2 separate regions of the Mus musculus genome follow, and region 2 is linked to region 1. Evidence: chromatin contacts called from public HiChIP or PLAC-seq data. All regions are on one chromosome and are shown on one strand. The core of a region is the stretch at or near the end of the contact, and the rest is flanking DNA. Distances in the headings are between cores, read along the strand shown. Region 1 holds the start of Foxk1 (forkhead box K1). Region 2 overlaps Foxk1 (forkhead box K1).

Region 1 (6,716 bases), core at 2,375-4,874:
TTTTCATATATGTGTGTATGTATACATCTGCATGTATGAACATGTGTGCGTGTGTTCACACGCATGTGAGGACAAGAGGACAACCTCAGGAGTCACCCTTAGGCATGACATCCACCTCCACTGAGACAGTCTCTCTATTGGGCTAGACTGGCCAACAAGTCCTGGGAATCCTCCTGTCTCCACCATTCCAGCGCTGGTATTACAAGCGCATGCCACCCCATGGGCCTTTTTCTTTCTGCAGGGTTCTAGGGATTAAACTTGGGTCTTCACAGCAAGCAGTTCAAAGACTGGGCTGTCTCCCCACTACTGTGTTGTTGGTGGCAGGGTTGCACTATGTAACTTGGGCTGACCTTATACACCTGGGAGATTCTCCTGCCCCTGATTACTGAACAATGGGGTCACAGGTGTGTGCCACCAACTTGTCTTATGTTGAATTTTAAAAAAGTGTGTATGTGTGTCATATTTCTGAGACTCCCCCATCTTTGTCCTTAAGACTGCTTTACCTGGTCTAGTAGCTTCAAATCTACCATCCACGGTCACTCTGACCCCTGATGTAGCCAAGCTCCATGGCACCCTGGGTGACTCCACTACAAGCACATGGGTGTACTTCTCATGGCTTTGGGGTTCCACACAGATCCACAAGAGTCCACCATGGTCTTTTGCTTATCTAGCTCCGATGACTTGGTTCCTCTTCACCATCTCAGTAGCCTCTTGTCCATCCCTCCCAGACACAGACCTTCCAGTGCTAGGCATGCACATCCCTTGGCTGGAAGCTGCCCTCCCACACTTGGCCGTCAGCCCCAACCTGTGCCAGCTCACCCTCTGCACTTGGGTTCAAGTATCCTCACTTGGGGAAGATACCGCCTACCTACTGCCACTTCCCACAGCCAAGTCAGGTTCTTTTGCCACCGTTTTTCAGAGAGTGCGTGCCTGAGCCAGGTCTGGTGACTCAGAAATATAATCTCATCCGGCTACCATGTAGGCTGAGGCAGGATGGTCTCAGGTTTAAGGTTTGTCTGGCTTGCAGCATAAGAATAAGGCCAGTCTGGAGAACTAGGGGAAACCTGTCTGCAAATGGAAAATACTAAAAGTGCTGACAGGCTGATAAGATGCCTTAGTGCAGGGCTGGAGAGATGGTTCAGCGGTTAAGAGCACTGACTGCTCTTCCAGAGGTCCTGAGTTCAATTCCCAGCAACCACATGGTGCCTCACAACCATCTGTTATGGGATCTGATGCCTTCTTCTGGTGTATCTCAAGACAATTACAGTGTACTCACATATATAAAATAAATAAATCGTTTAACAACAACAACAACAACAAAAGATGCCTTTGTGGGTAAAGGTGCTTGCCACTAAAATAGGACTGAAGTCTTACTTCCCAGGCCCCAAATGGTGGAAGGAGAGTTGCCCTCTGACCTCTACATAATAAATAAAATGTAATAATATTTTAAAGAGGTGGAGCAATTGAGCACACAGGACCTTGGACTCAACTGTAGTACTGAAGAATGAGAAGGAACACGGGAGTGGGGCATGGCATGGTGGCTCACATTGTTAATTCTAGCATTTGAACATGGAGCCAGGATTATAAATTCAACCTTAGCTATACAGTAAGTTGGAGGCCAGCCTAGGCTACAAGAGGCCTGATCTCAAACACATCGCACAGACCAAGCCAAAAGAAAACCAATCCTAAATTTAAAAAAAAGCTTCTGCCCCCACCTCTCAAACACACTTATTTAGACAGCACGACACGTGAGAAAATGATTCTCAACCTATGGGTCACGACCTCACAGAGAAATTGTTTATCAGACATCCGGCATATCAGATATTTACACCATAATTCATAAGAGCAGCGACATTACAGTTATGAAGTAGCAATGGAAATCATTTTATGGTGAGAGGTCACCACAACATGAAGAACTGTATTAAAGGGTCTCAGCATGAGAAAGGTTGAAATCCACGGCTCTATCACCGTGATAGGCTTTCCAGTTTGGGTCCAGAATGGATAGGCAGGGAAGTGTGGGATTGTGAGCAGACCAAACCTCCCTTCTAGCCTCCCCCCCCCCCCCGCCCCAGGACACTATGCCCCCCCCCCACACACACACACATGCACTCTGTCAACACGCATCCAGCATGGCCGTGAGCATTGCAATGATCACTGTAGGTCTTTAATTCACGTGTGTATCATCTTTCGACATGAAGCTCACTGAGGGCAAGACCTATGTCTATCTCTATTCTCAATCATTATTTTTAGACATTCTTTTGTGTGTGTATGTTTGCACTTGTGTTTGTGTGTGCACGTGCGCCGGTGCATGCACAGGCGTGAATAACTGTGTGCTCCTTTAGCCCTGTTTTATTCGTGTTTTTGTTTTTGTTTTGAAACAGTGTTTCCACTATGAACGTGGAGCTCACTGATTGGCTAGGCAGGCTGGCCAATGAGCTTCAGGGATCTATCTGTCAACCTTTTACCCAAAGCGCTGGGAAGATCGAAGCTCTCAATGGGTTTTGAAGTCGGTCCCGGGGAATGAACTTTCCTGTCTTGGGGGATGAGTGCCATCAGGCAATTTACCAACTGTGTCAGCTCCTTCAGTCATTATTAAATGTGAGAAATCGAGTGTGTATGTGTGTGCATGCACTCGCGCGCTGCAGGTCCTGGGGGAAGACTTGGGGGAATTAGCATCCCAGTGCAGGACCTTAAATTCTCAAGGGATTCACATGGTGCCAAGTTCACCATTTAAGTGTTTTCAACTACCGTCAATCTTCGGGTGTCCACAGTCCCTAGAAACAGGCAGAACTGTTCGCCTTAAAAGGAGCAAGGGGAACCAGCTGTGGTGGTGCACAGCTGTGACTCCAGCAAGAATTGCGGAGCCTGAGCCGGGTTGGTCGTCAGCTAGAAGCCAATCTGGTCTACATACATAGACCCTGTCTTTAAAAAATGAATTTTTAAATTGATTTTAAAGGGCTAGGCACACACCTTAATAGCTACACTCAGGAAGCTGGAACAGGAAGATCATGAATTTGAGGCCAGCCTGATCTAGGTATTCAAAACCAGGCTAGCCTTGGTATGAGACAGGATCTCAAACAACAAAACAAGAACAATCGAGATGGTTCAGTAAATAAAGGTGCTTGTCACCAAGCTTGTCGACCTCAATGCCATCCTCAGAACCCCACAGGGTAGGAGAGAATAGACTGCTGAGAGCTGTCCTCTCTGACCACACAAACACACGTGCGCGCGCGCGCGCACACACACACGTGGTAAAGAACCACAAGTAAATAAATGAATGAATAAAATGTAATTTGCAACATTATACCAAACCAAAAAAAAAAAAAAAGCAAAGCACAGAAAGAGTAGCTGTGCAGAAACGATCAGTAAGGAGCAGAGACCATTTCAAGCATCCCTGGACTTTAAACTCCAGCCTCAATAGGACACCCCTAAAAACGTGATGAATCCAAGCACCCTTCGGGACTGGAGGAGGGGGCTCTGTGTCTCTCTGCACCCGCCCACCTCGAGTGGAAGCTGCGCGCGCAGCGCGAGGGTCCTGCGGTGTCCCGGCTCCGCTCCAGGCCACGATCCAGCCCGGGTTTCCGCGCGCGCCGCCCCGCCCCGCCCCGCGCCGCCTCGGCCGCCACCGGAGCCGCTCGGAGCTGCGCGAACATGGCCGAAGTCGGCGAGGACAGCGGCGCCCGCGCCCTGCTGGCGCTGCGCTCGGCTCCCTGCAGCCCCGTGCTATGCGCCGCGGCTGCGGCCGCCGCCTTCCCGGCCACTACGTCCCCGCCGCCGCCGGCGCAACCTCCACCCGGGCCGCCCGCGCTGCCCGCCGAGCCCGGCCCCGGGCCGGTGCCCTCCACCGTCGCCACTGCCACCACCACCGCGCCCGCCCTGGTGGCCGCGGCCGCTGCCTCCGTGCGCCAGAGCCCCGGGCCTGCCCTGGCTCGCCTGGAGGGTCGGGAGTTCGAGTTCCTGATGCGACAGCCCAGCGTCACCATCGGCCGCAACTCGTCGCAGGGCTCGGTGGACCTAAGCATGGGCCTGTCGAGCTTCATTTCCCGGCGCCACCTGCAGCTCAGCTTCCAGGAGCCTCACTTCTATCTTCGCTGTCTCGGCAAGAACGGCGTCTTCGTGGACGGGGCCTTCCAGAGGCGCGGAGCGCCCGCCCTGCAGCTACCCCAACAGTGAGTACTGCGCCACCCTCGGGTCACCCCTCTCCGGACCTGGCCTGAACCCCCTGGCCACCCCTGACCTCTACCCCGCCCAGCTTGGCTCCTTGTCACTCTGTGATCTCGACCCTGCTCAACCTGAACCCCCCGCCCCCCGGTCACCCCCTGAACTCGCCTCCGCCTGGTCTGGCACCTGGGTCGAGCCTCAAATTTCTTACCGTTCCCACCGGGTCCCAGCCCTTGGTCACTCCCTCCTCCATCTCGACCCTGCCAGGCCCTAGCCCCTCTAATCTCGACTCTATCCGGCTCTGATTCCCTAGCCATCTCCCAGTCTTGATCCCACCTAGCTCTGACCCCTGGTTACACAGATCTCCATCCCACCCGGCCCAGCTGAGCCTGATCCTTAAGTTACTGGTGATCTCACCCATCACCTGGCTCTGACCCCGTGGTTGTCCTGATCTTAATCACGACCCAACTAACCCTGACTCCCCAGTTAACTCATTGGGCACTGATCCCTGGATGGGCCCGACTCCCATTCAGCCTGAAATCCTGTCACCCTGACCCTGGACAGGCCTGAACACTTGGGTCCATTCTAACCCCTTTCTCTCTCTCTGACTCTGACTCTGACTCTGTCTGTCTGTCTGTCTGTCTGTCTCTCTCTCTCTCTCACACACACACACACACACACACACACTTACACACACACACTTGCACACTCCCCAACCCCATCTGTCTTCCACTCCTCCCATGTTGGAGTTGGCTACCCATGATCTCCAACCCTTTCTGAACCCAGCTTATCCCTAATCCCACCTGGCCTCAATACCTGGGGTCACTCTTGACCCCCATCCTACCAGCCAGAAGCCGTTACCCCTGACTTCCCTTAACCTGAAGGTCCTAGGGCCACCCCTAACCCTTATCTCACACAGCCTAAGTCTTCAGAGGTCATCTCTGACTTCGAATGGTTTGAAACCATCAGCTCACCCTGATCTCCATCTTTACTTTGGGTCAACTCCAGACCCTCCAGCCCTGAAACACTCCCCTTCTCCGTGGTCACGCCCTGACCTAAACCCTGGCCAGCATCATGAGATACCACCCAGCCTGAACTAACACCACTCCTCCCCAGCCCATCGCCTTCAACCCTGATTCCATTTATACAGAACCCCCAGGGTCACATCTGACCTTTGCTAGTCTGAACAATGCTAGGTATGCTCCTGTCTCTGACGACACAGGCCAGGACCCAGTGTTCACTGTGAGGACGGACTGACAGATGAGCTGTGCCTCTCCCACCTGGGAGGGTGTTACCTGGGAGGTATACGGTGCAGGGGTATATGGTGCAGAGGTATATGGTGAGCTGCCTTGAGGGCGGGGGGCGGGCAATCCATACTTTAAAGGCATGTCTGGAGGCAGAGGCTTTAAAGAGGCAGGACAGGAAGTGCTGTGCCTCAGTTTACCTCCAGAACATGGTAGGAAACAGGTCTGTCCTTAGCTTGGCCAGCTCCCAGGACAGCGCCCTATGGCATTTCAGTACCATGCCTACCTTACCCTCTTCCAAGCTCCCATTATTCCCAGGGCCGTGTCACCCTTGAGGGTCCAGAACCTTAAGATCCAAGGTACTAGGAGAGAGCCATGTTAATTACTTTCTCCCCGCAGTTTCTTTTTCTATTCAGTAATTGCTTCTACTGCTCACTAGTGTTCCTTTGACAAGGTTCACAGTCAGGTGTGTGTGTGTGTGTGTGTGTGTGTGTGTGTCCAACTCATCACTCACATTTATAAGCACCATCAGTGTGCGGTCTTTGCTGGGGTCATTCCCAGGTCTGGAGTACTGCTGTCTGTGTTTGCCTTCTCAGGGTCCAGACACATAGTTATAGATTCTGTACTGAATAACTTTGAACCCCAACAGTGACTCATCCCATTAGGGTGTGAGAGGGAATTCGACCTTCATTTCCCAGACCTGAAAGCTGTGCCCTTGTGAAGTGTACATAGCCAGTGGGAGAGCACTCCCGTAGCTCATGCAAGACTCTGAGTTCTGCCCCCAACACCAAAAGGAATAAAAAATAAAATAAAATAAAATAAAATAAAATAAAATAAAAGCAGATTTCTTGGAAGGTTAGTAGGTCATTAAATTCATTCCTGGGCCTGAGAAATGGACAGACTACCACACTCTCTCTCTCCCCTTCTTAGGGGCTCTTTCTTGAGACTCAAGTTCTGGCAACATCTCAGTCTGCTATCCTGTTCTCAATCTCCATTTCTCTTCTCAGGGTTCTTGTCCCAGCCCCTTCTGCTTCATTCTTATTGTTGGGGGTGGAGGTACACATGCAGGAGCCAGAGGAAGAGGCCATTGAGGTCCTGCTCTGAGCAGCTCTTCACCTCATTCCCTGAGGAAGAGTCTCAGATTGAACCTGGAGCTGGGTTGGCAGCCAGGAAGCCCCAGCCATCCTCCTGTCTCCACCCCCTACAGCACTGGGGTTACAGCAGCAGGAAACCACACCTGGCTTCTTACCTGGGTGCTGGGCATTCCTGCTGACATCCGCCTGCCATGGGCAAGTGTTCTTACTCACAGAT
Region 2 (5,984 bases), core at 3,074-5,573, 40 kb after region 1:
TGGTGGTCCTGGGTTCTATAGGAAAGCAGGTTGAGGAAGCCCTGGGGAACAAGGTAGTAAGCAGCGCCCCTCCATGGCTTCTGCATCAGCTCCCGCCTCTAGGATCCTGCCCTCGTTGAGTTCAGTGGTGAACAGCAATATGAAAGTGTACACCAGATACACCCCCTTTTGCCTGAACTTGCTTTTTGGTCATGGTGTTTTGTAGTACCAATAGTATAACCTTAACTAAGACGCTAAGACTCTTTTCTCTGTCTGTAATGAGACACCATGACCAAGGCAACTTATAAAATTTAATTTAATTAGGGGCTTGCTTACAGTCTCAGAGGGTGAGTCCATGACTCCTGGTTGAGGGGCTGGAAGCAGGCATGGCACTGGGCGGCAACTAGATGTGCAGGCAGGAGGGGCAGATGGGGGACAGCTGGACCTGATGCGGGCTTTGAAGCCTTGAAGCCCATCCCTAGTGGCATACTTTGTAATCCTTCCTGAACATTCCACCACCTGGGGACCACTAATTCCAATACATGACCTGTCTCTAGGAGCCATTCTTACTTGAAGCAGCACACTGGCTTAGGGACTTTGCCACTGAGGCATATCCACAACCTCGCCCCCAGCTGGTTGCTATGGAAGCTTCCGGATGCTCAAGCTGGCCTGGAACCGTTGGGCCTCCTACCTTGGTCAGCTGGGATCCCAGCTGGGCAGCCCCACACTTGGCTGGAGTTGGATCCTTTTAAAGTTTATACATAAGGGAGATTTTTATTCTCAGTTCTGGAGGTTCAAGGTCAGGGGATGACATCTGAAGATGTCCTTCCTCCTGGTGGAAACCAAAGATGGTTAAGAGTATCAGCAGGGATAAGTGTGAGCACACACTGCACTTGAACACACATACGTGTGTGTATATGTGTATGGGTCCCTTGGTTTGTCTTGGTGAACTTATTTTGTTTCCTACCATGTAATGTCTGTACACGGGTCCTTTGGAGTCCGTCCTCTTTCCTGACGCTGGCGACAGGTACAGCCTGGGAATCTGCAAGCCCAGAGCTGAGGTGGAGAGCCAGCCCATTGTTGTTCTGGACATGTGGACTGTGGGTTGTGTCTCCTGGGTAGGACACACCATAGCTGCTTCCCACAGCAGCCGCCCACATCTTCCAGGCTGTGAAGCCTGCAGTGATGGCAAAGGCCGCGGAAGGAAGGCGGTGGTGAGAGTTGACAGCCAGCCTGTGCTCAGCACCCGCCGCGTGTCCTTCAGCCATTGATTTCATCAGAGACTGCTTCTTCCCAGCTTCTTTTCAGTCTGGGAGCCTCCCTGTTCTTAAGACCCACATTCCAAACGCATGAGCATGTCTTCCAGGTGCTGAACTTGGACGGGGCCCCAGGCCGGTCCCCTTAGAGGTCAGGGCAGTCAGAGCAGTCGGGAGGCCCTGTGTGGGCGACTTGTTCTGATACTGTTTCTTTTGTAAGCTATATTGATGTATGTATGTATGTATGTATGTATGTATGTATGTATTTGTTGGGAGGGGCATGTGAAGGTCAGAGAACAGCCTGTGGGAGTCTTTGCTCTCCTTCCCACCAGCTCGACTGCAAGCACCTTTACCCTCAGGGCCGCCCGAGCCCCTGATTTGCTTTTTGAGACGGGGTCTCACTGCAGTGAGGCTGGTTCAGAACTCAGTTTGTTACCCAGGCTTGCCTGAAACTTGCAGTAATCTTCCTGACTCAGCCTCCCAGATGCTGGGATTGCAGGTGCAGGTGTTTGTTTATATAAAATGAATGATTCAGTCACTGAGAGACTGAGGGTTCCTCACAAAGCCCCTCCCACCAGTGGTTCTTGTCACCTATTGCTGGGGCTCCTGGCTTCCCAACAGTTAAGAAAGTTGTAGCCTTTCTGTTATTTACATGGGAAATCATGTGGCTTTGAGCAAGCACACGACACTCACATGAGAAACAGGTGGGGCAGCCCTAAAAGCATGTTCAGGGCCAGCCTGGGCTACTGAGTAGGACCAAAATGAGCCTGGGCAACAAGTGGTACCCTGTCATCCTGTAATAAGAAGAGGACCTGGATGAGTTCAGGGGTAGACACTTTAGGGGCCTGAAAGGGGCCCTAGGTTAGCCCGGCATGGCATGGTGGCACACACCTGAAATCCCAGCACTTGGGAGCTGAGGCCAGAGGGTCACATCAAGGCCAGCCGGCTACGTTATTTGTTATAGAAACACCAGGACTATATAGTGAGGCCTCATCTCCAAACAAACAAACAAACAAACAAAGGCTCTTGGTTCAATATCCAGTACTAGGTAGGGTACGTGATTGTGGGATTGAATAGTGTAGTTTTTTGTGTTGTTTGTTTGTTTTTGAGACAGGATCTCACTTTGTAACTCTGGAATTCACTACATAGGCTGGCCTCAATTATCCTGTGTGCGTCTGCCTCCCCAGAGCTGGGGCTAAAGGCACAAGCATGCCTGGCTTCAACGTTTCTCATTGACAATACAAAGAAAAAGTGGTGCGTGCTGGGAGTGGGGCTGGTTGGTGGAGCGCTGCTTGCCAAGAAAGCCTGCAAGATCCTGAGCACTGATAACAGCAGACGCAGTGGCCCATGGCAGCCCCAGCTCTGGGCAGGTGGAGGCTGGAGGATCAAAAGCCGTGTGTAATACCCCAGCTACATGAGACCCTGTCTCAAAAACAAAACAGCAGCCAGCTGGCTAAGACACTGAGTGATCATAGGTCGGGTGTAGAGTGGCTTTTGGTCAGGTGGCACAGTGGCTGTAAAGACCTCCCCCTCTCCCCGAACCCCCGCCCAGCAGTTGGTGCTTTGGTGTCCCCAGTGCTCCCTTGGAGTCCCGACTTTGTGTCTGCCACATTCCTGGTACTGCTGGGAGGGGGCAGGCCCTTGGCTCCTCCTGAGTTCCCACGGGTGCGTGGTCACTCTGTCCGCAGTCGCTGTTGACAGTGGCTTGGGACTTGCTCTGGACTCCCTGGGCCTTTAAGTGTCACAACAAAAGATCTCTGTTGACATCCGTTTATCTCCACACTGAGGAATTCCATTGAGCTTTTGTAAAGCTCAGCGGCCGGCCGCTGGAGGTTCGCCTGCCAAGACTTTCTCAGTTTGAGTTTCTGTGTAGGGGTGGAGCCCACGTGTTTACAAACACGCCCTGCCCTTCCTCTCCCAGGCAGCGGGAGCCAGGGTGGGGCAGGCTTGGGGAAAGGGTTTGACTTCCCAGCCCGCAGCAGTGGGCCCCGCCCTGCTCAGTCTGCTTGCCTAATTTGGTGAGCTTTGCTAGCGGGTCCCTATTGGCCGACCTGGGCACCGAAGGCTTGGGGACCTCCCAGCTGTGGCTCCTCCCTCCATGGAGCGGATCCCAGGGTTCGGTACCTTTGCCTCACTCCACCCCCCCCCCACCCCCCCCCCACCAGGCTGGCTTCAGTTTGTTGGGTGGCTCCTTATTTCCCAGGGCGGGTTGTTCCGCTGTGGTTTTGAGTTGTGTGTATGTTGGGTTTTTTTGGGGGGGCTGTCCCTGCCTGCAGGGCTCCGCCCAGCAGATGAATGAGCTCTTTGAAAGAAACTGCAGCTTCGGCAGTGTTTTGACCTTTCTTTCTGTGAAGAGCAAGTGATTTAGGAAAACAGGGAGCTGGTTAATCATTTGCTGAGGCTACTGAGGCTAAAGCAGGCTCCGTGGGACTACACTTCAGCAGACTGCCATAGCAGCCATGAAAGTAGCCTGTGGGTCCCAGCACCAGGCATTTACCAGGAATCCCTGCACCCAGGGCGCTGAGGCAGGAAGATTGCAGATCTGAGGCCAGCCTGTCTGGCTGAAACTGGGAACTCAGGGTTCGCTTCTGTTACAGACCCTGTCCCAAAATTAAGATGGAAAGGCTGGTGGGATGGCTCAGTGAGTAAAGGAAGGTGCTCCCTCCCGAGCCTGAAGACCTGAGCTCAGTCCCGAAGCCGCATGGTGGAGGGGAGAGCTGAGTCCCTAAAGTTGCCGTCTTCCACACCCAGGCTGTGCAGTGCCGTGCCCGCCCCCTGCATGTACACGTGTAGCAAAGGTTAGCAGTGGTGATGTGAATGAAGGGAAGTCGGCATCAGAGAACTGGCCCCCTTAGTCATGGAGCTGTAGTACAGTTCTACTTTACTGCGGGCTAGGGCTAGCTCAGTCTCCTGTGCTCTCGGAGATTTGCGTTTGGAGAGCACCCCAGTCTGCATCAGAAGTCTAGCACCCCACCGAGCCCCGCCCCTCCCCTCCCCACCCCAACCCACTCCCAGCCTTAGTTTCACTTGCTTGTGGTTTCAGTTATGCACAGTCCAAAAATACCAAGTGGAAAACTGCAGAAAATGAGCAAGTTACAAGTCTTCAATCAAGTGCAGCGCTGCATAGCTCCTCCCCTGTGTGTGACTCCCTGCCCAGTGTATCTGGTGGGTGGCTGGATTACCCAGTCTGCACTGTGGGCTGGGGATGAAGCCCCATGGTAGATCACTTAACCTGGCATGCATCAGTACTGGGAGAGGGCGGGGAGGGTCAAATTCAGGCGTGCCAAAGACCAGCAGCACAGCAAGTTCTGCCGGTAAGTTACAGGCCACGCTTTATCGTGGAGTAGGAACGTAGGAACGTAGGAAGCGATGGTGTGTGTCAGGCTCTGTGCTGTCTAGGACTTCAGGGACACCTGGAGGTCTCTGCATGCGTACCTCTGGAAAAGGAGCCTCCTGAATGCTTGTCTTCCTGGCAAACTTTGGTGCTTCCTTCAGGTTGTGTAACCTTCCTGTGATCACATTAGAACTTGAAGGCGGCATCGAATGTTCTAGGCATCTACGGACACTGAGTCTGCTGTTTCCTGTCCCTGTCTGCACCAACAGGCCTTACCTTGTTTCCTTTCCCATCTGACAACTTGGTTTCTCCCCACCAGCGGGTTTAGGGCCCTCCGTGTTCCTTTGGCCTGTCCCTGCTGTTTGTGTGTCATCCTGCACTGTCTGGGGTGCTGCAACATTGGGTTTCCAGTCGAGCTTGGTGGGGGCCATCCCAGTTCTCCTGGGATCCCAGTGGCTGCATCTGAGGTGTGTGTCCCTGTGTAGCACCACTTGGGCTCTGTCTCATCAGCCTGCAGGGAACTTTTGTATGGTCACCGTGTCTGCACTGGACAGCCCTTCCTCCCCAGATGTCGCACCGGTGAGAAGTCTTCGAAAAACATAGACCTGGCCTGGCAAAGGCCTGAGAGCCCAGATCCAGTATCAGACCCCCAGATATAGGGCGATGGCTCCCCTCTCCTGCCGTAAGACTGCCTAAAGGTAGCTGATATTGGGCTGGGCTGGTCAGTGGTGAGACCAAGTTCAGATCTCCAGAACCTATGCAAAGATAGCGTATAGCCCAGCTAGCTGAGCTGTCCTCTGACCTGCACACATACATGCATACATACATATATAATTACATATACACACATCATATGCACACGATTTTTAAACGAGTACCTAATATTAGGGTGTTTTCCACCTTGGGTACTTTGTGGTTTCAGAAGCAAAGTTAATCTTTTGAAGGAGCTCCAGGGACTTAAGTAACATGACACTTACCTTAGAAGAACACATTCTTTTTGAAAACAAAAACAAAAAACAAAACAAAACAAAATCCATGTATTTATTAGTATGTATGTGCGCGCACACACCGTGCTACACCCTTCTACCACGCAGGCAGGTTCAGGGAACTGAACTTGCATTGTCTGTCAGGCTTGCCTGCAAGCACCTCACCTGCACAGGGTACCTCACCTGCACAGGGCACCTCACCTGCACAGGGCACCTATCTCACCTGCGCAGGGCACCTCACCTGCGCAGGGCACCTCACCTGCGCATGGCACCTCACCTGCGCAGGGCACCTCACCTGCACAGGGCACCTCACCTGCACAGGGCACCTACCTCACCTGCGCAGGGCACCTCACCTGCGCAGGGCACCTACCTCACCTGCGCATGGCACCTCACCTGCGCAGGGCACCTCACCTGCGCAGGGCACCTACC

Evidence for each region. HiChIP or PLAC-seq counts read pairs in DNA pulled down with a chosen protein or histone mark.
Region 2: a contact with region 1 is called in an H3K27ac HiChIP or PLAC-seq map of embryonic stem cells, with 70 read pairs. The contact joins the enhancer-like site here to the promoter of Foxk1 in region 1. A contact is called at or near these places in 22 of 39 promoter capture datasets (the 3T3-L1 cell line, 3T3-L1-derived adipocytes, the C10 cell line and 13 more), 10 of 15 datasets of contacts at CTCF or cohesin (CD8 T cells, the G1E-ER4 cell line, the NIH/3T3 cell line and 3 more), 255 of 484 Hi-C or Micro-C datasets (the 3T3-L1 cell line, 3T3-L1-derived adipocytes, the 63-12 cell line and 123 more), 70 of 115 datasets of contacts at active chromatin or transcription factors (the 230-238 cell line, CD4 single positive thymocytes, CD8 T cells and 46 more) and 6 of 9 other capture datasets (adipose tissue, embryonic stem cells, embryonic tail and 3 more).

Annotation. Positions count from the first base shown.
Region 1 is chr5:142,397,873-142,404,588 of GRCm38.p6, forward strand. It overlaps Foxk1 (forkhead box K1), which reads left to right and starts at 3,625. Exons shown (of 9, transcript NM_199068.2): 1 at 3,625-4,169. The coding sequence starts at 3,652.
Region 2 is chr5:142,437,433-142,443,416 of GRCm38.p6, forward strand. The region is part of intron 2 of Foxk1 (forkhead box K1); the gene reads left to right. Among named protein-coding and RNA genes, the nearest start is that of Ap5z1, 24 kb to the right of the region's middle. Within about 2 kb of position 4,324, at least 383 of the 459 cell types and tissues checked have an H3K27ac peak or open chromatin away from gene starts, as enhancers often do. A contact at or near this core is called in the 230-238 cell line, the 63-12 cell line, 8-cell embryo and 111 more, where this site is marked.